Regions from separate parts of the Mus musculus genome. Here regions 2, 3, 4, 5, 6 and 7 are each linked to region 1. The links are chromatin contacts, called in public promoter capture Hi-C maps. All regions are on one chromosome and are shown on one strand. Each heading gives the region's core, a stretch centred on a gene start, on an enhancer-like site or on the middle of the called end of the contact. The rest is flanking DNA. Distances are from core to core; before and after follow the strand shown.

Region 1 (3,223 bases), core at 524-3,023:
AAAGCTAATACCTCAAAAAAGAAAACTGTTTCTACTTAATGCCCCCACTCAGTTCAGAGAGGGGGGCCAGAGGTCTTTCCTCAGCTGCTGGGAAAGGGCCTCGTTCCCTGGAGGGAGGGCGAGATGGAGATGGGTGACTTTCTTCCTCTCCCAGAGGAAATTGCCTGCTGTGTTTTTGTCCACAGAGCACATTCTTTCTTCTTTCTTCCCCCCAACTCCCCCAGACAGGGTTTCCCTGGTTGTCCTGGAACTCACCCTGTAGACCAGGCTGTCATCAAACTCAGAAATCCACCTGCCTCTGACTCCCTCCCGAGTGCTTGGATTAAAAAGGCTTATGCCACCACTGCCTGGCTTCCTCTTTCCCGGCTTCTTTTCTTTCTAAGCTTTTATTTATTATTTTATGTGTATTGGTGTTTTGCCTACATGTATGTTTGTGTGAAGGTGTCAGATATTGGAGTTATGGACAGCTGTGAGCTGCCTTGTGGGTGTTGGGAATTGAACCTGGGTCCTCTGGAAGACCAGTCCATGCTTTTAACCACTGAGCTATCTCTCCAGCCCTTTTCTTTCTAATCTTAGTAATCGTTTTGTCAGCAGGAAAAGATGCGGAAATAGGAAATACAGGGTGGGAGTAACCCAAAGGAAAGGTATGGGGAGTGAAACCGAAGCCTATATTAAAGATAAACAAACAAGGAAACTATCTTTTGGGTCACGTTAATCGCCCAAAGTAACTTCGTATGTACACCATATGAAGGTGCTTCAAAAATCAGGATAGAGTGTTTTATATGACCATTTTTTGACTGCGTGTGCCTGTGCACCATGTGTGTTCCTGGTGCCCGTGGAGGCCAGAGAGGATAGTTTATTTCCAAGAACTGTAGTAACTGGTGGTTGTGAGCTGCCTTAACGTGCGTGTTTGGCACCACTAACTGCTCCCAGCCATCTCTCTAGTCCTTTACACTTATTTTCACACTGTGCGAGTGTGTGTGTGTATGGGCACGTGGGAGACACAGCGCTGAAGGCTAGCTTTTTTTCCCACGCTCTGGGTGGCAGATATCAAACCCAAGCACCTTTACTGGAAGAGCCATCTTTCCAGCCCCAAAATTACAGTAAATTAAGGTAGCACAAATTTGATACAAAATCCCTCACAACGCCCAATTTGAGGGTCATAGCTTTTGGTCAAAGAGAAATCCCCAAGCACTCTGGACGGATTTGTAAGACCCACCGTGTAAGGTCTCTCAGTAAGCCCACTGTAAGGCTTCAGAACACACTCCAGCGGGGTCAGCCCTGAAATTCAGACTACGCAACCAGAACCCCAGTCCGGGAGGCGCCCCACCCATCAAGGTGGAAGCCAGGGGGGGGGCGGGACTCGCCTCCTGCGGGGTCCGCGTTCCCAAAGGGAGCCCGAAGGGGGACCTTTTGCCTGCAAGGACCTAAAGCGCCGCAGAGGACCGCGAGGTTCACACAACACGCGCGCGTTCCCATGGGGACGTCCCTTTTACAGAGCGCCGGGGAAAAGAAGCCTTAGACCACAGGGCTCACATGGAGGCTTCAGGCGCATGCGCTGGCCGGCCCGTCCGCGCGCGCGCGTGCGGCCCGGGAAGGCGCCCGGCCCGCCGAGCGTTCCGGACTGCGCATGTGCAGAGCACCTGGCTGTGGAGGAGGGGCTTGCGTTCGTTCTCCGCGCGGGTTCGGCGCGCTCCAGGTGGAGGGGCGGGGCCCGTCCATTGCGCAGGCGCGGGCGCGCGGCCGAGGCGACGGTTGGGGAGGGTTCTTCCGGAAGGTTCCGGAGGCTTCTGGAAAGAAGCGCCGCGCGCTGGGCGGGCCCGCCTCTATATAAGGCCGGCGCAGGGGGCGGCGCGCCAGTTGCTTCAGTGTCCTGGTGCGGAGCGTCACGTCTCGTGCGTGTTCATTCAGCCACGGTGAGTGATGGCGCAGGCGGACTTAGCGGGGGCTTGGGGAGCAGGGCCGTAGGTTGCTGGCGCCGCGGCGGCAGCGGGGCCACCATCCGAGTTCCCTCAGCCCGCGGAGGTGGGCGGCCATGGCTTCCGACCCTAGGCCCCAGGCGGGCCTCATATCTACGCCCCAGGCCGGGGATGCGGCAATGGCCGCCGAGGAGGAGCGGTGGCGGCGGCGAGGCGGGCGCGGGGCGAGCGAAGCGAGGGTTGGGCTGTCGCCGGTGCCGCCGAGGCGCGGGCGGGCGAGGGAGGCGCCATAGCGGCGGGTTGGGGGAGGGTGGCCGTTAGGAACGGCGTGCGTGGAGCCGCCCGGGTCCGAACGTCCTCCCGGAGGCGCGCACATGCGCTTCGTAATTACCGCATTCTGAAATGAGGTCATCCCTTTGTCATCCACCCCCCGCCCCGTCGCCCTTTTCTATTTCGTCCCTTTCTTAGTCCAAAATAGAGTCGGTAAGAGACCTCTATAGAGGAGGGGCGGTCGTTAGCACGCCTGCAGCCATTCTGTGAGGCTTTAGAGTCGTCCTCTGTGTTCCAGATGCCTGAGGAAACCCAGACCCAAGACCAACCAATGGAGGAGGAGGAGGTCGAGACCTTTGCCTTTCAGGCAGAAATTGCCCAGTTAATGTCCTTGATCATCAATACCTTCTACTCGAACAAAGAGATCTTTCTGAGGGAGCTCATCTCCAATTCATCGGACGTGAGTATACCACTTGGAGGATTGGACGTTGCTTTCCCTGAAAATTTCACCTTGGGGTTTGCGCTTGACGGTTTTTTCATTTTTAATCTTTTCTTAATAGGCTCTGGATAAAATCCGTTACGAGAGCCTGACGGACCCCAGTAAACTGGACTCGGGGAAGGAGCTGCACATCAATCTCATTCCCAGCAAACAGGACCGAACCCTGACCATTGTGGATACCGGGATTGGAATGACCAAGGCCGACTTGATCAATAACCTTGGCACCATTGCCAAGTCGGGCACCAAAGCCTTCATGGAGGCTTTGCAGGCTGGTGCAGATATCTCTATGATTGGCCAGTTTGGTGTTGGTTTTTACTCTGCCTATTTGGTTGCTGAGAAAGTGACTGTCATCACGAAGCATAACGACGATGAGCAGTATGCCTGGGAGTCCTCAGCTGGGGGATCCTTCACAGTGAGGACTGACACAGGTAGGCATAGGCCAAAAGGAATGTATTCAATTGTAGGGGGTGTCTGGTTAACTTCAGTAAGTGCTTGAGAGGGTTAACTTGGAGAGTTGAAGAGTTAAAGAGCAGTC
Region 2 (3,223 bases), core at 356-2,855, 2.5 Mb before region 1:
AGATCTTTCAGCCGAATATGGGCACCTTTAGAGACCACTTATAACCAGAAAGGACAGAGCTGGGCTCAGGATACCCCAGTAATACTGGGGGCAGAGGCTGCAGAAGGGCACCAGACAACTTCACCGAGGGCTTCCACACCTTGCTCACCAGGACACAGGTAAAGCACGGTCCGTCCCTGCTTGTAAAGGTCAGAGTTGGGATAAGCCCAGCAGTCCAGTGGTCCAATAGTGGTGACAGAGATGGACCCCAGGGAAAGGCAGCCTGGGCACAGGGTGAAGAGCCATGTGCCTGTATTACCTTGCTGAGGAGGATACACTGCTCCTGCTGACTAGAGATCAGGCATCGCCACCTAAACCGCAGCCTTCCCATCAGCCATTCCACTAGTCGGAGATCCACGGGGCTCTTTGGTTCCACAAAGGGTGCAGGAGGACCAGGACTGGTTGGGGCCTCACAGTAGAGAGGGAACAAGAGTCAGCCCTGCTATACATCCCATATCTCGAGGAAGGACCAGGACAGGGAAGCTGTACTACTGACGTACATCCTCAGCTTCAAAGCTGGATGAGAACCACACCAAGGGCAAATACCACATGAGCTGGAAGCCCGGAGAAATCCACGGGTTCTGGGCAAAGCAGGGCTCTGACACCCTCAATTACATACTCACCTCCCACTGGGGCAACTGGTCACCCAGCTGCACACGGGTCTGGGCAAGCAGCTGCTCAAGCAAGGGTCCTCGGGCGAGGAGCCAAGACAGGGCCAACAGCAGTTCCCGGCTTCCCTGAGAACTGCCGTCTGGAAATTGTAGCAGCACAGACCTGGGGTAGCCTTGGGAGCCCAGTGCTGATTTCACCACACAGGCTTGGGCCTCTGGAGTGGGAAATGATCAGATCAGGGGGTGCTAACCTGGAGATTTCACCTGGATCCCTCTGGGGACCTGAGAGCACCCCCTAAGCTTAGAACCTGCTAAGCGTGGACTAAGGAGGCGAGATCTGAGAGTCTATGAGGAGGCAAAGTGATAACCAACGGGCAGGATTTCTGTGAGTGGTTGGCCAGTCTCAGCGTTTCACTGGAGTGATAAAGCCACTACTACCCAGGTAAGCGTGGTAAAGGCTAGTGGGAACTTATACTAATGGAAGTGGGCGCAACAGCGAGAGGAGCAGGTGCCTGCAGGAAGGGAGGAAACAACAGAGGAGCTTTGATGGGGCGGGACTTGGTGGGTTAAGACAAAACTACAATAGCCTTGGGGAGCGGCTTTCTGAGAGGGCGGGGCTTACCTGGGGCAAGGTCGGTCCAGGTATTGTTTGCAGCAAGCGGTGAGAGCACGCGCAAGAGAAGCTGCCAGAGCACTGGAGCCTGAAGCAAACGAGGAGTTTGTAGTCAGCGGGTATCAGGTGTCACCTACATCAGCCCAGGCAACGCCTGCCCCGACCCCGACCGCCTACTCGAATAGCCTCACCGCCTCAGGTCGATCGAACTTGGCGCGGCGGAAGATTTCTGGGCTGGGCCCAGCAGGCAGGCACCGACTCAGCGCGGCGACAGCCTCAGGCAGGGCCCGGGCAGCCCCTTCCACCCGGCTCCGCCGCCGCCGCATACAGCCAGCACTAGACAGCCTCGGATTGCCCGCTCGGGACCCCGACCAATCACAGTTCCGGATGAGGCCCGCCTTCTCCCCTCAGGCCCAATGAACGATGACTCTGGCGTTTGAGTGCCTACCAGTCTATCCCGTAGGCAGGCACTTCCGGGGTCGGGGGCGGGGATTGGAGGTGCCAACTCCGTTGGAACTCACCAATCAGCACCTCGACTTATCAACCGCCTTAGCAACCCCGGGCTAGGGAAGCGCGAGGCTGGAGGGCGCGCATGCGCCCGAGGTGTTCCCTGGAGGAGCGGAGGAAGGAGCAATGTGGCTCCACCCAGCCACGAAGGGAGTGTCTCTGCGAAGCCGCCCTGGAAGGAACCCGCCGCCAGGGGTCGCCAGGCCTCCGCGAGAAGCAGCTGAGCCCTGCGAAGTGGGTGGGGAGTTCCGGGGGCCACGTCGCCAGAAGTCTCTTCGGAAAGCCATCCTCCCTCTCATGTACAGCCAGCCCCAGACTTCCTTGTCCCCATATTCATTCTTCCTCCAGCCACTAGAAGAGCAGTTTTTAAGGAAAATTCTCCACTTCATAAAAGGGTGCGGCCCTCTCTTTTAAGGTTGAACTTAGTTTTGCACTCAGCCCTTCAGGAGCAATCTTGGTAAGCTTTGAGAATCCCGCAAGGATTCACAGTAGCTACATGACAATGGCAGAATGAACCCAGAGTGCAACCTGATGCACGGGGAAAGACATGCAGTCGGCAACTATCCTCCGCAACCGGCATGAGCCTACTACGTGGCTACAACCTAGGTGAAGCCAGAGCAGCCTCTGTGGGAAGCCGGATGCGAAAGATCACATTATGTGCGCCAGTGCGTGTGGAGGAGGGCCGGACAAAGGCCGGACGCTGCCAACGGTGATCCAGAGACAAGCCTGTAGGCGACGAGTGGCAGGAAGAATTGCTGGGGCGAGACCTGAACGCTCGAGCGGACACAAACTAAGCTTTGTGCCCTCGATGTCGCCACCAAAAATAGTTGGAGCAGCGGACAGACAGTACTGCGTGTACTCTGCATCTCAAAGCTAGGAAAGAAGAGGCAGGTGGAGAGGGAGAGGGTGCGGTGCGGAAAAGGAAAGTGAGGTGAGAGGGAGGGGCAGAGCTGTCCCTTGGCACCTGCCAGTTTAACGGCGGTCTACAGGATGGCCACGCCCTCCGGAAGTGCGGAGACTGCGGGCTCACCTTTACCTTGACCCTCCCTGTGTTTTGCTGCAGACCTTCCTCTGCTCATCTGGATACCTTCAGCTATTCTGCCTCAGGGTCTCCTCCTTCCTGGCCCCTTGCCACACAGCAAATGGCCTCGCCCAGCTAGTTTCTACCTGCTCTTCCTGCCCTCGCTTCAGAGCCATGCTATACTGCACACCTTAAACACGAAGCGCCCTGAAAAGCACAAAGACTTGAGTTCTTGTCTACTGTGCCAAGGAACTCCTGATACACCCTTATGGAACTCTCTGCCGCTTAGGCTTCTTTGCAATACTATACACTTCCCTCACCTGACCTGCTCATTCCTACAGGCCTCTCAGGTTGCTGGAGGCCCAAGTCTACTCCAGTTGAGAGACGTGGATCTGGGCTCGAGGGGCTGGAAGTATGAGGAAGACAGGGGCC
Region 3 (3,223 bases), core at 383-2,882, 2.4 Mb after region 1:
GGCAGAGACACAAGGGAGAGAAGAGTGGCCTCCCCATGTCTCCAGCCACAGGGGTCACTCGGGTCCACAAACAGGAATTCAGGCTGCTGTACTGGAGATGGTACCTTCCAGAATGTTCATATCCAGAGGTCTTTAAGAAATGTGTCTAATACCTTTGCTTATTTATTTATTCATTCAACAGATATTTATTTATTGAGCAATTAAGTGCAACATGCCAGGCCCTGGAGGTATGACACAAGCAAACCCAACATCTCTGCCCTATTTGGGCTCACATTTTAGCATGGGGCAATCAACAGGTGGGAAAAAAGGTGACTCCAGGGGTAGCCTTAAAATTACCGGGGCTGGGCAGGCTTCACATAGAGGGATTGGGACAGCCTGTTTGATATGAGAACAAGAAAATACCACTCACAGGCCAGAGAAGGTGAATGGGGAGAGCCAATGGAGAGATGTAGGGGACAGGCAGGCTTAGGGCAACCGTAGTATGCAAAGGGGGCAAGAGGGGACAGGTACTAAGTTGCCTGTGAACTTAGTAGTAGCTTGCTAGCTGTGTGGTATGGTTCATGTGAAACGGGATTTTTCAACTCTGAAGTGATGGGAAGCCCTTGGGACACTTTCATTACACATCTACTCTAAGCTTCAAAAAGCTCTTGCCAGGTATAGTGGCACAGGCCTTTAATCCCAGCACTCAGGAGGCAGAGACAGGCAGATCTCTCTGTGAGTTTTGAGGTCAGCCTGGTCTATAGTGAGTTCCAGAACATCCAGGGTTTTGAAGAGAAACCTTGTCTCCAAAAAAAAAGGGGGGGGGGTGAGAAAAGGAATAAGAAAGAAAAGGAAAAGAAAGGTAAGCTTTTGATGGGAGCCATTGGTAAAGTGGCCAAAAACGGAATGGAAATACTGAGGACAAATGGAATGTCCCAGGACAGAAACACAGAAACAGAAAAACGTGACGGGAGTACAGTGTTCAGTATTTGGACAGGTTGGCCCTGTCCAAGTCCTAAAGTTAGCAGCGTCCACTTCGAAAGCAGCCTAACCTGGGTTTAAATCTAGGCTTACCAACTGTGTGACCTTGGCAGGTGACTTCCCCGCGTGCGCCTCAGTCTGCAGGTCTGAACGATGGGGTAACAGCAGCGCTTACCTGACAGGACTGTAGCTGCCGACACATTTGTGCGGCCCAGCCAAGCGCGGTGGGCGCCCAGCAGCTGCTGCGGCTGTGAGTAATTTGTTACTAAGAATAGTTAGCGCCCCTCTCCGGGCCTGCGTCTCCGGGCTGGCCGTGCGTACAAGACGAGGCTGGACCCCCGTCCTGGGCGCTGGCTCTGACGCGGTCCCCAGACCCCGCGATCGAGAGCCCCAGCCAGGCCCCCGCCCCCACCCCCCGCTCACCTGGGCCGCGGCGGCCCGGGGATGTGCTCATAGCGGCTGCGAGCGCGATGCACGAAGGTGCAGCAGAGGCCGAAGGCGAGCAGGACGGCGCTGCCGAGCAGCAGCAGCCCGGGGCTCATGGCTCGTGGTCGGCGCCGGTGCAGAGGGGGCCGGAGGCTGCGACCGACTAGCTGTCAGCGCTGCGCGCCGCCTCGGCCCCAGGCCCCGCGCTCACCAGCACCGCCCCCGCCGCTCGGCTCCGCCCCCGCTGGCTCGACCCCGCCCCGGGCACGCGGACCCGCCAACCACGTCTCCGCCTCCAGCCCTAGCTCTCAGGACCCGCCCCCGCACGGCCACGCCCTCTTTGAGGCCCAGCCCCAGCCGCCACGCCGTTCCCGCCCAGAGCGATAAGTATTCACCAATCACAACCTGGCTTTTGGCTCAGACTTTGAGGCCACGCCCCTTCTACCCTCTCTTGAGCTCAGACTCCACCCCGAAGTCGCCCCGCCCAGAACGCGTTGTCCTGGCAACCTCGCTTCCTGGGCGCAAGCTGCCCAGGCGGCGGCGCAAATCCCGTCCGCTGGCTCCGCCCCTTTGGCCTCGCCAACTGTCTCTCCGCGTGCAGTGCCAGGCCTCTTCCTTTCTCGTGCAAACCTTCTGAAAACCCTTTCCCAGCCCTCCAATCCCCGTCTTGCGCTGACTGTTCTCAAACATCTCCCTGAAACCTTAGCGCCCCAAAGTTAGTCAATCCCAAATGTCCTCGCGCTGCGCCTTCATTGCAGGTCGGTGCAAGCCTTGCGCCCGCTGTGTGCCAGCGTCCGCCCGGAGGCGGAGGACAAGATCCTAGCAGGATGCAGGAGTTCCTGGGCCCGGGAAAACCATAATCCTGAGTATGGGTGATGGTCCATAGGAATGTGCTGGGCTGTGCTCCGCCTTCTCACCCGGTGGAAGCGCAAAGTGCTCCTCACTTCCGAGTTTCAGTTCCCGTGGGGGACGCTCAGATAGGCCTGCAGTGGATGGGAGGGCCAGATGTGCGCTCTCCTTGACTAGATAAAGAGCCTCGGGATTGGGGAGTGGGGGCTCTGAAGACCTCGAGAGAAGGTCGGTTTCTGACTACTCCGAGACCTTGGTTAGGTCCTGGAGGGGTCTGAAGACAGAAAAACAGGAAAAAAGTGTGGACCGTGTGCCTACATTTCCGGGTATACAGGACCAGCCCCCGGGAGGGACATATCAGGGATCCGTGAGCTGCAGGTGACGGGGAGAGCTTTAGGAGCTGTGCTTGATTTCGGTCTGGAGAGGCCACCTCAGCCTGAACAAGACGGGAAGCCAAGCATCCAACCGGGGACTGGCCTCTGAGTGGCATTAGGGGGATGTGGCTTGCCACCGCGCCCCCGTGTGGTAGCGAGCGGCAGTCGCATGTGCGCAACAGGGACCTCCCGTGGCCCTGCTTGGGGGCAGAGGAAGGTCAGCCAGTTTAGTTTAGCCATTTGTGAAAGCTCCTGAATTGAGAGGAGATGAAGGCATGAGACTGCGAGGAGGGTGTAGACTTCTTGCGTGCTTTTAGGCGAGTTAAAGAGAGTAGACAGCAAAGACCGTGGGGCATCGTGGTGCTCACAGGAGAAAGGATCAAAAGTTCGAGGCTAGGTGGATATGGTGGGTGATACACACCTTGAATCTCAGCACTGGGAAGGCAGACCAGGCCAAGACTATACAGAAACCCTGTCTCAAAAATAAAATATTTTAGGCCTTCAGAGTTCAAGGCTAGTCTGAGCAACTTAAGACCCTGTCCTAATTTTTTTTCTTTTTTCTTTTTTTTTAAGGGTTAGCAATCTGGCTTAGTGGTAAGGTGCTTGTTTGTAAA
Region 4 (3,223 bases), core at 235-2,734, 2.3 Mb before region 1:
AGGAGGGGCTTTTTGGCAGCAGTGTACCAAAGGAAGATGTTGTGGGTCTCTTCTAAGGTCAGGATGTCTGACTGGGCGGCACCATTGGCAAACTCCTCTAAGGTCATAGTTGGAATTCGGACCAGGTAGAGGGCTCTTCCCAAAACATGCCTCTTGTTGTGAGGAGTGACTGGGAGGCCCTGTCTCTTACATTCTGCCTCAGCCCAGTTCAGGACGGCCTCGAAGACCACAGCCTCCTTGGTATTGAGGGCCTCCCTGGTCACAATGATCTCCAGTGTCTGCCGGTCAATTTCACAGAAGCCTTCAGACCTCAGGGCCATTTCAGCTTGTGCATCAATGACTTCCCAGCATCTCTGGGTCAGTTCAGGCTCCTCAAACAGTCGGCTCTGGGACAGCAGGACACAAGCATTTTTGGCTTCCAGACTTGTTTCCAGAAAGTTGACGCAGGCCTTGGCCAGGGCAGGCACGATGTACTTCTTAGCAGCATACAGAGTGGCAAGCACTGTGTCCGCCTCCAGGTCGATCTCATCGCTGTACATGTACCTGCGTAAGGCAGGGGCTCTCCTGGGGAGCTGCAAGGGCTCCCCTGCACAACCTCTGGGGTTGTAGCAAACAGGTAGGGGACCATTGGAAGGTAACCACCCCATCCTTCCAGACCCAGCGCACAGCACTTACTTTAGCAAGACCAAGAAGGCAGCAGGCTCCACATCGGGAATGTGGATTTCTGACTTCACTTCCGCAAGATCCCCGTAGAACATGGCATAGAAGACGGAGCTGCCGACAGCCAAGACATACTGTGGATGAAAGAAAACCACCTGAGCTACAGGGCAGTAAACAAGGTCCAGGGAGACGCACCTAGCCAGGCCCACCAGGGGACAGGGCTGCGCCCTTACCCACCTTGTGGGCGGGCACACGCCTGGCAGCCCCCAGAGCCCCCACGATGAAGTGGACGTCAGCCATCAGCTCGTTGTTGAACATGAGCGCATTCCTGCAAAGGGCAGAGGCACACGGGCTGGAACGGCGCGCGCCCGGGCTCCAGAGCCCGGGGGCGGGCGGCGGCTCACCTCTCGCGCAGCGTAGGATGGAAGGACTGCCAGTTGGGGCTCTCGGGATTGTTGTTGTCTGGCAAGGGCGGCGCGGGCAAGGGCGGCAGCGGGGCGGGTGCCAGGCAGGGCGGGCAGCAAAGCCCGACCTTCGTGCTCTCGGCTGCGCCTGCCGCGTTGCTGTTGGCGATGTCGGTGGCAGTAGCTGCAGAGGGACTGGCGGGCGGGTACAGTTCCGCGGCCATCTTCGCTACTGCCGGGGCGGGCTCCGCACTGGTCGGTGCTGCGCCGCGCGCCTTCGCGCCGCGACGGGGCCTGGGAAACGGCTCTGCGAGCACCAGCAGGGAGGTTAGGCACTGCGCCACCCGCCCATGCAGGCAGGCGAGCGGCAGCAGCATGGGGCCACGCCGGCCCTGCCCGCTACCCACCCGCACCCCACACCCCTCACCGAGCCCGCGGCTCGGCCGCAGGGGGCGCCGTCCCGCCCGTACCCACTGCTGCGGCGCCGGCGTCTCTCGTCACTGTGCGTCAAGACGCGACTCCTCGTTCCAGGGCCCCGCCCCTGGGGGAGGTGTTGAAGCTCCGCCCGGGTGCCCAGGTTTAAGGGCGAGTTGTGGTTGCACCTTCTATCACTCAGAAATGAGATTTTTTTTCCAACAGCTCAGGCTTTGAAAAATCACCTGACCCAGCTAGCTTTTCTTCGTGGAGGAAATGAGTCTCTAACGCAAGGCTTGATCTCCCTTTTTGTGTACAGCTTCTTTAACAGAGCACAAAGTCAAGGGCAGTACACCTGTTATGTCGGAATTTCTTTTTCTGTCATGAGTCTAGACCTCATGTGCCACAGGGTGACCTCAAACTTTCTACATAGACCTTCCTTTCTAAGTTGACTACTCCAATGGGTTACATTTTGTTTGCCAGTTTATCCAACCGTGTATATATCAACTCTATATCCCAGTTGTGCTGACCATAGGGAGGCAATTTTATCCTTTCCAGATCCTAATTGCAATTCTTTGGGTCTTTATCCAGAAGTGAGATGATTGGATAAAATGGTAGCTCTTGATTTCTCATTTTTATTTTATGGATGTGGATGTTTTGCCTGTACCTGGTGTTTGCAAAGGCCAGGAGAGGCTGTTGGATCTCCTAAGACTAGAGATACAGATGGTTGTGAGCTGTGAGCTGTGGGTAGATGGGTGCTGGCTCTTCAGCAAGAGCAATAACCACTCTTAAGCACTGAGTCATATCCAGTGCTTCGTGCTCCCCCCGCCCCTTAGGTTTTGAGACAGGGATTTTCTGTGTAGCGCTGACTGTCCTGGAGCTAGCCTCAGATCTGCCTGCCTGCCTCCTGAGTGCACCATCACTGTCCAGATACAGTTACTTGTTTGAGCAAACTTTGCAATGGCCTTTGTTCGTGCTTGTATTATTTATCAGTCCTCCACAGCGTGCACTGCTCTTTTCCCTCATCCTGGGTAAACCTTGTTATAATGTTCTGGGTTTTATAGAGGCTATGCTAGTGGATATGAGGTGGAATCTTGATTGCTGATGTCAACCTTTCTGTGTTTCTTGGTCATTTGTATATCTTCTTGGAAGAAGTACCTCCATGAGTCGTTTGCCCACTTTCCAATCAGTCTGCTTCTTCACTGCATTGAGCTCAGTCTTTAGGACAGATGCTTTCTCCCTTTTTTGTGGTTGTCTTGACTGGACAGACTCCTTTGCTGCATTGATTCTTTGCAGTCTGAAGTTACTATGTTTGTCTGTTTTTGCTTGTGTTAAATCATTGCTCTGTGTTCTCCATGGTTTTGCTATTGGTGGTGGTTGTTGTTATCTTTTTAATGTGTACACCTTTGGTCTGTTTGGGCAGAGTACTACATGTGACAGTAAACTTTGTTTCCAGCCTGTTTGCTGAAGAGACTGCCCTTACATCTTGTGTCCTCCCCGCCCCCTTTATTTGTTTGCTTTTTTTGAGACGGGGTCTCGATGTGCAGCCCTGACTGTCCTGGAGCTCTCTATGTAGACCAGGCTGGCCTTGAATTCCTAGAGATCCACGTGCCTCTGCCTCCTGGGTGCTGGGATTACAAGCATGAGTCATCAGGCCCGTCTTGGTTTCTTTGTTCTTTAATACACGTGCCATCTTCATAACTTCCACAGACCGTGCAAAAGGATTACTTTGTGAGACAGAGAAT
Region 5 (3,223 bases), core at 231-2,730, 2.1 Mb after region 1:
AAGGGCTAGTAAATGCTTGCTGGTATAAAGTGATAACATGATTTTGGGGATTTAGTTCTATCAACTACGACAAAAGATGTACATGTTTTTTATGTAAAAAAAACCAAACAAACAAAAAAACGAAACAAAACAAACAGACAAACAAAAAACCCAACTTACTTGTGGGTAGGGAAACTATCTACTCAATAGATATGAATGCTTTAGGAAGTACACCCACCGGCATATTCATTGCAACGTTAATGGGGAAAAGCTACACACAACTCAAAAGTCTACTAACAGTAGAATGGATACAGTGTGTACTATCTATACTATGCAGGACAGTAAGTAGATAATAGAAACACTATGGACGAACTTCAGAAATATCTTTGATGAAAGTAGGCAGACACAAAAATTACAACAGTGCATTATTTGATTTAAACAGTTCACAGAACAGGTGAACCGAATCTACAATTGGACGCTACGGTGTTTAAGAAAGATGTGCCTAGAAGATAAAATTGCACAGAAAAAAAGAAAAAGAAAGAGAGAAAGAAAACCCGGCATACGCTGCCCCGCGCCCCACCCCACCCCAGAAAGCAGGCTAAGGTTAGTCTGGAAAGGAAGGCTGGGTGCAGCAAATGAAGAGGGCACGCGGGTTTCTGGGTGTTGACAAGGTTCTAGCTGAGTGGCACATCAAAAGCCGTACCTTTTGGGGTTGCACACTCTGAGGGTTGGCAAGAGAAAGGGGACAGGTCAGAAGAGAAAGGTGAAGAGGAGAGCGCCCTAATGGAGAAGAGCTCCGTGCGGATGGCAAAGTGTGGACCGCCGGCGCGGCGCGCGCAGCGGTAAGGCACCGCAAGGCGGGCGCGGCCTCCCGCGGACCCCGCGGCCTGAGCGTCTTCTGGTGCTTGGGCCGCCGGCTGGGGGCTCTGGGGCCGCTTCGATGCCCGGGCACCCCACCCTCCACGCCGGGCGCTCCAGGCCTCGCTGCGCTCGAGGCCCCGACTCACCTCATCGTGGCTGCCGGGCGGGCACGGGGCCGGGGATGAAAGCGCGGCGCGACGGGACGCTAGCGGGGCAGCCGACCCCGGGCGCGGCGGCTCCGCGTCTGGCTGGGCTGCAGGCGGCGGCGGGGGCTCATCTTCTCCGGCGGGCGTCCGGGCCGCTAGCTGCGAGGCAGCGCGGCCGCGGCGGCGGCGGCGGTGGCGACTGACAGCTGGGCCCCGGCCCCTGCCATCTTGGCGGGCGCGCGTGCCCGGGCCGGCGCGTGCGCGTCCCGACCGCCCGCCGACGGGCCGGGGGAGGGGGCGAGCGGCGGGGTCTCGCGGGCGGGAGCGAGCGCGCGCGTCCGCCTGAGACTCGGGGCGGCGGCCGGAGGATGGGGTCCGGGGTGCGGGGTGCACGCGGGGCGGAGGACCCCTCCGCCCGCCGAGGAGACTGCGCGCGCCGACGCCCCTCGGTCGGCGGCCGCGGAGGGAATGAGCGCGCGCCGCAGCGAAGCTCCACACAAAAGGCGCGGGGCTCCGTGGTCCGCGCCTCTAAGAGGGCGGGGCGTGAGGGGCGGGGCAGGGGTGTGGCCCAGGTTCAGAGGGGCGGGGCGAAGCTTTGTGGAAAGGGTGGCTGGGCAACCGGGCCTGGGGGCAAGACGGGGGGCGTGGCCTAAGGTCCCAAAGGAGATACTGTAGCTTAGAGGAATGGGGTTAACTTAGTGAATTCCAGGGTCTTGTCTGCGAGAGAAAGACCGGGGCGACCTTAACGGGAAAGCTTAGGGATCTTAGGTCTAGGAGAGGCCTGGAGGATGGGGTTAGTAGGGAGAGACAAAGCGGAGCTCCGCGGAAAGGGCTGGAGGGTGGTGGGCCTGGGGCCGGGGTTTGGGGCGTTGACCTGGAGCTAGGCGAGCAGAGTCGGGCAGAGACCCCACAGAATCCCTGGTGGTGGAGGAGTTGTATAGAAAAGGGCAGGTGGAGAGGCTTAGGGCAAAGGGTGTGATTTGTGAGGCAAGGCTGAGCGGGGAGAGTGCCAGGAGGCACGTGGAGCCCTACTGAACCGGCTTTCCAGTGCATTCAGAACAGAGCATTATGGGCTGAAAGTTGCAATTTTTAAACGGATCCCTTGCTCTGCAGTACTGTTAGCAATGCCTGAGGTTATAGTTCTCCTAACCTCATGTGTTCCCTTCTTCCTGGGAACCAGATTGGTCTCTTTGTTACAGAAGAGCCTTGTCACATCCTAAGAGTTATGAAAATACTCAGGCCTCAGGTCACCTGAAGGTATTCCAGGTGTCCCCAGGAGAGTCCGGGTTGGTGCACACTTTTATTCCAGCCAGACATTGTGCTTTTCCACCAATCTCCAGGTGTCTGTCCCTGGGGTCTAACAAGTTGTTGCCATTCTGTAACTTGGAGGGAAGAATTAGTTGGTGGGTTTGCTGTAAAGATAGTGTCCTTCCTCTGCACCCCACACTAGAATCACTGACACTTTTGAGGAGAACCCATTTTCCAAAGCCAAGAACCGGTGGCCTCCAAAAAGAAATCTTTTTGAGGCCACATGTTTCAAAAACTGTTTAACTTTTTGTAACATTTTATATCAGAAGAGTGGGAAACACCAAGTTCTTCTACATCCAAGGAATAAAGCCTTCTTTCTGCTTTGCTCAAGAGAGGTTGGCTTCAAATGGCTAGCTGTTAGGGAAAGGGGAAGGGCGGGTGGGGGTAGGGAGAAATGTGAGCAAGTCCCTTTCAGTCTGTTTCCTACTGACCTTGGTGCCTCAACAGATCCTCAGCAGCCTGTAAGGTGAGCTTCGGGATTCCCACCTACTGGATAAACATGTTTGGCATTAAATGTAGGGCTGGTTTAGACAAAGATCAGCAGCCTCCACAGGGAAGCAGGATACAGCAGAGGATGGGAGTGGTCCCTGTCTGTCTTGGCCCGGCCCTTCTGGCAGCTCACGGAGCCCTCTGATGAAAGAAACAGATTGCAGAGACATCCTTGGGACCAGAGCTGCTGGTTTTAGGAATTCACTGAGTGTGGTGGGGACGATGACGTTCCCTCTCTCACAATGCCTGTCCCCTTATCTATGGAAGTACTTGGCAGCGGTTGGCAGGAATGACTGACAAAGGGTGCTGTGTTCCATTCTGGCAAGAAATAAAAATTACCTTTGATCCATTTTGCTCTCACAACTTGAGGTTAGCCTGGGGTTCCTGTATTGACTCACAGATTGAGCTCTTCAGCTTCAGGTGACTCTCCTTAAGATAAC
Region 6 (3,223 bases), core at 433-2,932, 2.1 Mb before region 1:
TACAGTTTCCTTTGGATTCTTAGCCTTACTAATAAAATAATTTAAAACTGTTTCAGAAAGAAGGTCATAAACAATTTTATTAAACTTAGAGGGGAAAAAAAAAAGACAGGATAAACAAGCTGAAAAACCTGTGGCCTCCAAGAGGAGATGAGAAAACTGTCTTTTAAGTCGGGCAAGGAGGTAAAAAAAAAAAAAAAAAAAAAAAAAACCAGAAAGCACAGAACCTCAGGAAAACTGTGTCTCAGGGAAACTGTGCCTTAGGCTTTTAGCCAGTACCCAAAAAGGAGATGAAAGAAATGAAAATGGAGCTGAGGGGGTTCAGCAGGAGTTTAGCACCAAGCCTCGAACCTAAGATCCCTAGGACCCACATGTAAAAATAGCGTAGTCAGGAACCCCACTACACCCAAGGCTGCACCTGGCAACCAGAACCCAGTGACATCGCTCACTCAAGATAGTCAGACACAGTCCTAGTACCCCATATCTACTGGACAGTATGTAAGCAGAGACCAAGAACAATGCTCTGTCCTGCACATCTGGAGAGAAGCCACCCTGATTTGCCCTGCAGCTGGAGAGTCTCCCTAGGATCCTGAACCTTCCAGGATCAGAGACTTATGTTAGAGCCTGGACCTGACCTTCAGCTAAGATACCTAGACAGGTGAGCAGTGTTGGGGAGACAGGCTTAGGACCACATAGGAATTGAGAGTGTGAATGACCCTCAGCATAATGAAACATAACTTTTGTTACACTACTTGTTATACTAACTACACGTTAGCTTACTCAAGACACTCAGGGATTAAGAATACTTGCTGTTCTGACAAAGGACCTGATAAGGTTGTTAGCACCCACACTGAAGCCCACAATCACTTGTAGGCTCGAACATGAAATACAGTCATACATGCAGACAAAACAATGACACACACAGATAAGTAAATCCAAAAATAATAGTAATTCAAAAGAAAAACCATGCTAGTATCCAGGTCAAAGTTTGATGGCATGCCTTTCCATCAAATAAAGGGCAAGTATGCCCAGGAATGGGAATGCATTAGTGAGCTTAGGTGAACCACGAAGCCACAAAGACACGATGTGATGTGTATGCCGTATACTTTCTCTTATGGCACCGGTTTTTCTCTCGAACGCTCATTCATTAGAAGTCCCGGTCGGAAGGAGTTTCCAGTCTTTTCCAGCAAACGAGCTTGCTCCCTGTGCTAATGTGGCATCCCCACTGAACATTCTGCATCCACTCACCTTCCCACCTCACTCCATCCCCCAACCAACGCCGTCCGGACTTGGTGTCCTCGTTAAGATCTTGTGCACTACCAGGACCTTATATTTTAATTTTTCTCAGTTGGAACTCGAACCAGGACCTGTTCAGGGATGCCACCACCGAGCCTCGTTCAACCCTTCTATGTCTCAGAGAAGGTGTAGACATCGGCCATGCCCAGGGCTGGCATTAACCGCCCCGCTGTGAGTCAGGAGGGCCAGGATAACGAAGGAGACTCGGGCACCGGCGCGAGGGGGCGCGGCAAGCACCCTGGGGGCGGGGCCAGGCGCAAGGAGACCTGGGAACTGGGGCGGTGGCCAGGCGCGCGGAACCCTGGGAGCGGAGCGCGCGGAACCCTGGGAACGGGTCGAGCCGTCGACAAACAAGGGATCGGGGGCGGGGCGGGGCGCGGGGAGACTTGGGAACGGGGGCGGGGCGGCCCAGCGCGCGAGCCTAACGGCTGAGGCCGAAGCGCGGGAGACGCGGCCGGCGAGGCTCCGCCTTGCGTGGGTTTGAACAAAGCTCCACCCCGCACGCCACCAATCGGCGCTCGTGCGGCGGCGCCATGGCGACCCTTTGTGGGCGCTGACCGATCCGGGTGCCCGAAGGAGTGGCGGGGTCTGCCTTGCGGCGCCGGTAAGTGTGTAGCTGGTTTGCGCCTTCGAGCTTCTGCGGCATGGGCGGCGTCGGCGCAGAGCACCCCCGGGGCGGTCGGGCGGCCTCAGGGTCCTCGGGCTTCCTGCGCCGGCCGCCCTTCGGCGCTCACGACGCCGCGGCGTGTTGAGTGACACATACCGAGAGCCGGAGCGGCGGGTCTGAGCTGGCCGTCCCGCCCTCCGCCCACGCTCCCCTGCTTCCGCTCTCTCTTCCTCCCGTGGCCTTGCCTTTCTCCGCGGTCCCCTCTTCTTTGGTTCACCCCGCGTCGGTCTTCCACCTCACCTTTCGAGCTGGCCGCCGCTTGCTGTGCGCAGTTTCGGGGGACTGGACCTTCCCTGGCTTTTAGCAGCGCCGAGCCCCAACCGTCTGTCTGCTGGCCAGGGACCGATTCCCGATTCCGGGAGGGCTGGGTGGGCTCCGTGCAGCCGCCCGCCTGGTGAGTGTTGGCCTTGCGCTCTTTTCTTTGTTTCTTGGATTTTCATTCCCTTGAGAAGTGTCTTGTGTTGCCTGCCCTTCCCCTACTGCAGTAGACCCCACTTCCTTCCAAACTCATCATTTATGGCCTAGTAGGTACTGCCTGGCATCGGTGGAACTTGGCCGGAACCCGGGCTCTGTCTTTGCTAGCCTGTCCTGAGGCCAATTGTAACTAGAAAAAGCCTCCAGAAACCTTTTCTAAAGTTTTTCTCCCCTAGGTAGGGTCACCAGGGAAGGGACTTCTTCCAGCACTTGAAACAGACGTACAGCACCCGCGTATTTCCTCCTGGTGGCCTTTGTATCTGACATACGAGATGGCAGAGCTGAGCTGGACACTGATCTAAACGATTCTGGGAAACGTTTTCTGCAAGCATAGTCGTTTGTCTCATCAACCTAATGCATTCAGAAATCTCCCCATTTTAGAGGTGCTAGTCTTAAAAGGAAGGCAGGCAGGCAGGCATAAGAAAGCCCCACATCCTTCCAAGGGTCACTGATACAAAGTCTGAAGCAGACGTAGTGGGACAATAAACTCCATCAAAGGACCATCAAGTTCACTGGCCCCAGGATTTTTCCAACTAGTCCCTCGCCCCAGTTGCTCTTTGAGGAAGTATTTTAACACAGTTGTGATTTTCGTTTTGTTTTTGAGACAGGGTTTCCTGCAGGCCAGGTTGGCCTCAGACTCACAGTGCAACCAGAAACAACCTTACTCTCCTTCTCTCTGCTTCCCAAGTCTGCCACCATGCCCAACTTGGAAACCATTAACTTGTGGTTCTCCTTAAAAAAATCCAACATCCAGATGAATGCTTGCTTGCGGTTACAATCCAAGCCTGG
Region 7 (3,223 bases), core at 420-2,919, 2.0 Mb before region 1:
GGATGAGGGGCAGAGAATACGGAAAGACTCCGGGCCCCCACAGGGCTGGTCAGGTGGAAGCAGGATCGACCACACAAGTCATCTCTCTGGAAGTGTCAACTCACACAACACACACACACTGGAGAGGTCACACTAGTGATCTGAGGGACCAAACCCTGTCCTGCATTTCCCAGGAGCCATGCCCAGAGACGTCAACACTGGGCTGCTCACCCAGGTCTCGGGTCCCTTCGGGGTAAGCAGCAGGCAAGAACACAGGGCTCTGTCCATCTGTGAAGGCCCACAGCACTCCTTCAGGAAGCAGGAGGAAGATGGAGAAAAGAAACCTGCCTCCCCAGAAAACAGCTCCAGGTGGTCAGGAACATACCCATACCCTGCTCTGAGGTCCCCTTTCCTTAGGGCCCAGCTTGAGAGGCAAGGGCTAAAGGGGCAAGATTTCAATGCCCTTGCAGCCTCTAGGACCTCACTGGGTATCCATAGCCCCAACTCTCAGAAAGACCCAATCCTACTGGCAAAGGTGTCAGGGCTGTGGAGGGAGCCCCCCCCCCCCCCAGGCCCCAGACCCAGGGCGTCACTGAGCCTCCCAGCCCCACCCAGCCTGGATGTCTCCTACTCTGACATCACCTGCCTGCCATCATCTCACTGTGGACAGCAGGCACGGGGACACCCTTAGAGGAGAGGGAGGCCAACCCCCAGAGCCTGGTCATGGGGTGACCACTGCCACCGCCAGTCCAACTTGGAAAGGCTTCTGAGCCAGGGCTTGCTGTAGGAGGTTTGGGGCTAGGCTTAGCCCGGCCATCGTTGCTAGGAGGGAGAATAATAAACACCCCAAACTTGTCCCCTCAGCCGCGCCAAGCAGAAGAGCCACCACCCGAAGGTGAAGGAGGAGGTGGCGATGCAGATGCTGAGAGACAGTGGGAGGCAGGGAGCAGCCCCGTGGCTGAAAGGAGCAGACAGGAGGAGGTCCCCTCCTGGCCGCGGACAGCCCAGAGGCAGAGAAAGCAGGGAGACGGTGGCGGCTAAAGGGAAAGGAGAGAAGAGAAGGAAGACGGAGGGAGGGACCGCAGAAGGAGGGGGGACCGGGCACCCGGGAGGAGGCCGGGAGGCGGGCAGGCGCGCCAGGCCCAGAGGGGGAGGGAGCGGCGTTGTATCCTGAATCAGCGCTGGCCCTGCCCGGGCGGGGACCGGGCGCCCAGGTCTACCAGCTCGGCAGGCCGCGTAGACATGCGCGGGGCCAGGCCTTGTCGCCGGTGCCAGGAGGCCCCTCCCGGGCGCGCGCAGACATGGGCAGCATCGGCAAGCGCTGGCCGGGCCAGGTGTGCCGGGCCCTCGCCCAGCCCCTTCCTCACCGCCGCTTTTGTCCAGCCCCGCCCGCCCCGGTGTGGCCTGGAGGCACGCAGGTGCCCTGCTGGAGGCCCTGCCGCCGTGGGCGCAGGGCTGGCGCGGCCCCTCCTGCGTCCTACCTGTGCTCCCGCCAGGCCCGCGGCTCGCCCGCCCGGACGCTGCCCGGCCCAGCCCGGCCCTCTGCCCGCCCGGCCGAGCGCTGGGCGGGGCCGCCGCCTAGGACATGCCCGGCGCGGCCCGCACGCTGGCGGCAGCCCCGGCCGAGCCCACGGGCAGAGCGCCGGACCGCGGCCTCGCGCGGCGGGTCCCCTGACGTCTGCCGCGACACGCTCCGCCCCGGCGCGCCCCGCCCCCGTGATGCCCCGCCCCGCGACGCCCCGCCCCCCGGAAACCAGGTTAGGGCGGGCCAGCCTCAGCAGGTGAGCTGGACTCCGCAGCGCCGCCCCAGAGGTTACGCGCGGCCCCTCCCGTTCCGTCCACCCGTCCCGGCGCACCGGATCGGGCAACCAGGAACGGGCGATCACCTTTGTCCCCGGCCCAGCCTGGGGCGGCGCATCTCCGCCACCCTGTGCATTCAGACCCCCTTCTCTCTGGCGCTGGCTATCCCAGGGTTGCGAGAAAGGGCGTACGGCTGCCCAGCGTCCTGTCCCAGAGCCGAATAGTTAACATTTAACCACATTCCAGAAGCCCGAGCTCCAGCCGCTCTCCCAGCCCCAACCTTTGGCCTTTCAGCCCAGTGGAGGGGTGCAGGGCGAAGGAAGTAGGATGGATCCCAGAGGCCTGTGCGTCCAGCTGGGTCTCTTCCTCCTGCGCCCTCGACGTTGCAGGATAGGCCACGGGCTCGGGACAGGATGGTGGGCAAAGACACCAACGTACCTGGATGTCACAGTGGGCTGGACGGGGAGGGGCGGGGAACTCCGGAGGCTCTCCCAGTTCCTGAGGTAAGTTCTCACCGGCCGCTGGCTGGTGCCTGGTGCAACAATGGAGGTATCAGGTGTCCCTCTAGTGCCAAGGGGGAAAGGATTAGCGTGGGGCGGAGCGGCTTTGCAGAGTGGTGGAGAAAGTACTGTTCAGAGTGCATTCCTGCATTCCCGTTGAAGGGTACTAGTGAGGGCCTTGGCGGAAGTGGAATGCAGAGCAGAACTCCAGGCCTAGGAATGTGCGCTTTATCCTGCTGGTACAGGAGCTTCGTGAACCCAATCCACCCCGCCCAGGCTCCAAAGCCAGCGGGCACAGTTGCCCATCCCTGCCCTGTAGAAGGAGGTGGAAGGGGTTCTACACAACTCGAGAGTAGAGGCAAGCCCGCCAAGAGGAGACAGATAGGAAAAACTGCATGAGAATGTGCTAGGTTGTTGGGCCTGGCTGTGCGAGCTTATAGTACAGGCCCAAATGGGGGAGCCTGGCTTGCGGTATGGACAGAGGAGGAACCTGTAGCCTCGTGACCAATTTTGGATGTCATCCCAAGGACAGTGGGGCTCAGGAAGTTTGTGCCAGCTGAGACCTGATGAGATGAAGGCCTTGGAGAGAGCTCTAGATGTCTTTGTGGGCAAACGGGAGTACTTTGAGGGGGAGGCCAGGACTCCAGGGAGAGGCCAGGAACTGGAAGAGATGGAGGCAGAGGAGACTTGTCAGGTACTGGAAAGAGGAGGGCTGGGTACGTTCCTGTCTTCCTAGCCCATTTGTCCTTGCCAGGGTTGTTAGCCCCGGTCTCAGCTTCCGGGAGCTGTATGGGGATTTTGCAGTTTCTTCCTAGTAGACTGAGACTGTCCTGTTTCTGAGTCCCAACTCCCGAGCCGGGCTCTCCCATTCTCTTGGCTCTGTAAACAGCCCTTTCCCCAGCGGCTTCGCTGTCTTAGCTTAGCTACCCCTTGCTCACTCCTTA

Evidence for each region. Promoter capture Hi-C pulls out the DNA fragments that hold promoters and counts their contacts. Capture Hi-C pulls out chosen DNA fragments and counts their contacts.
Region 2: a promoter capture Hi-C map of liver shows a contact between it and region 1, with 6 times the contacts expected there. The contact joins the promoter of Tedc1 here to the promoter of Hsp90aa1 in region 1. A contact is called at or near these places in 2 of 39 promoter capture datasets (liver and neutrophils), 1 of 115 datasets of contacts at active chromatin or transcription factors (bone marrow-derived dendritic cells) and 1 of 9 other capture datasets (liver).
Region 3: a contact with region 1 is called in a promoter capture Hi-C map of pre-B cells, with 11 times the contacts expected there. The contact joins the promoter of Cyp46a1 here to the promoter of Hsp90aa1 in region 1. A contact is called at or near these places in 1 of 39 promoter capture datasets (pre-B cells) and 1 of 115 datasets of contacts at active chromatin or transcription factors (astrocytes).
Region 4: a contact with region 1 is called in a promoter capture Hi-C map of liver, with 5 times the contacts expected there. The contact joins the promoter of Btbd6 here to the promoter of Hsp90aa1 in region 1.
Region 5: a contact with region 1 is called in a promoter capture Hi-C map of maxillary cranial neural crest. The contact joins the promoter of Evl here to the promoter of Hsp90aa1 in region 1. A contact is called at or near these places in 2 of 39 promoter capture datasets (hippocampal neurons and maxillary cranial neural crest).
Region 6: a contact with region 1 is called in a promoter capture Hi-C map of liver, with 2.5 times the contacts expected there. The contact joins the promoter of Cdca4 here to the promoter of Hsp90aa1 in region 1. A contact is called at or near these places in 1 of 39 promoter capture datasets (liver), 1 of 115 datasets of contacts at active chromatin or transcription factors (astrocytes) and 1 of 9 other capture datasets (liver).
Region 7: a contact with region 1 is called in a promoter capture Hi-C map of liver, with 11 times the contacts expected there. The contact joins the promoter of Cep170b here to the promoter of Hsp90aa1 in region 1. A contact is called at or near these places in 2 of 39 promoter capture datasets (liver and pre-B cells).

What each region holds. Positions count from the first base shown.
Region 1 is chr12:110,694,945-110,698,167 of GRCm38.p6, reverse strand. Hsp90aa1 (heat shock protein 90, alpha (cytosolic), class A member 1) reads left to right here and starts at 1,773. Exons shown (of 11, transcript NM_010480.5): 1 at 1,773-1,916; 2 at 2,488-2,649; 3 at 2,750-3,116. The coding sequence starts at 2,488.
Region 2 is chr12:113,154,803-113,158,025 of GRCm38.p6, reverse strand. Tedc1 (tubulin epsilon and delta complex 1) reads right to left here and starts at 1,605. Exons shown (of 8, transcript NM_134041.3): 1 at 1,455-1,605; 2 at 1,273-1,351; 3 at 663-865; 4 at 299-448. The coding sequence starts at 1,589.
Region 3 is chr12:108,332,725-108,335,947 of GRCm38.p6, reverse strand. It overlaps Cyp46a1 (cytochrome P450, family 46, subfamily a, polypeptide 1), which reads right to left and starts at 1,632. Exons shown (of 15, transcript NM_010010.2): 1 at 1,384-1,632. The coding sequence starts at 1,502.
Region 4 is chr12:112,974,824-112,978,046 of GRCm38.p6, reverse strand. It overlaps Btbd6 (BTB (POZ) domain containing 6), which reads right to left and starts at 1,484. Exons shown (of 4, transcript NM_201646.2): 1 at 1,065-1,484; 2 at 898-988; 3 at 676-794; 4 at 1-543. The coding sequence starts at 1,441. The region is part of intron 5 of Brf1 (BRF1, RNA polymerase III transcription initiation factor 90 kDa subunit); the gene reads left to right.
Region 5 is chr12:108,552,977-108,556,199 of GRCm38.p6, reverse strand. It overlaps Evl (Ena-vasodilator stimulated phosphoprotein), which reads right to left and starts at 1,480. Exons shown (of 13, transcript NM_007965.3): 1 at 987-1,480. The coding sequence starts at 991. Gm16596 (predicted gene, 16596) reads left to right here and starts at 582. Exons shown (of 3, transcript NR_045753.1): 1 at 582-821.
Region 6 is chr12:112,827,980-112,831,202 of GRCm38.p6, reverse strand. Cdca4 (cell division cycle associated 4) reads left to right here and starts at 1,682. Exons shown (of 2, transcript NM_001359234.1): 1 at 1,682-1,897. Gm52009 (apical junction component 1 homolog) reads right to left here and starts at 2,502. Exons shown (of 2, transcript XM_030247054.1): 1 at 2,493-2,502; 2 at 927-2,195. The coding sequence starts at 2,502. The coding sequence ends at 1,411.
Region 7 is chr12:112,720,620-112,723,842 of GRCm38.p6, reverse strand. Cep170b (centrosomal protein 170B) reads right to left here and starts at 1,669. Exons shown (of 19, transcript NM_001024602.3): 1 at 1,461-1,669. It overlaps Gm46382 (proline-rich extensin-like protein EPR1), which reads left to right and starts at 1,677. Exons shown (of 2, transcript XM_017315329.2): 1 at 1,677-2,282.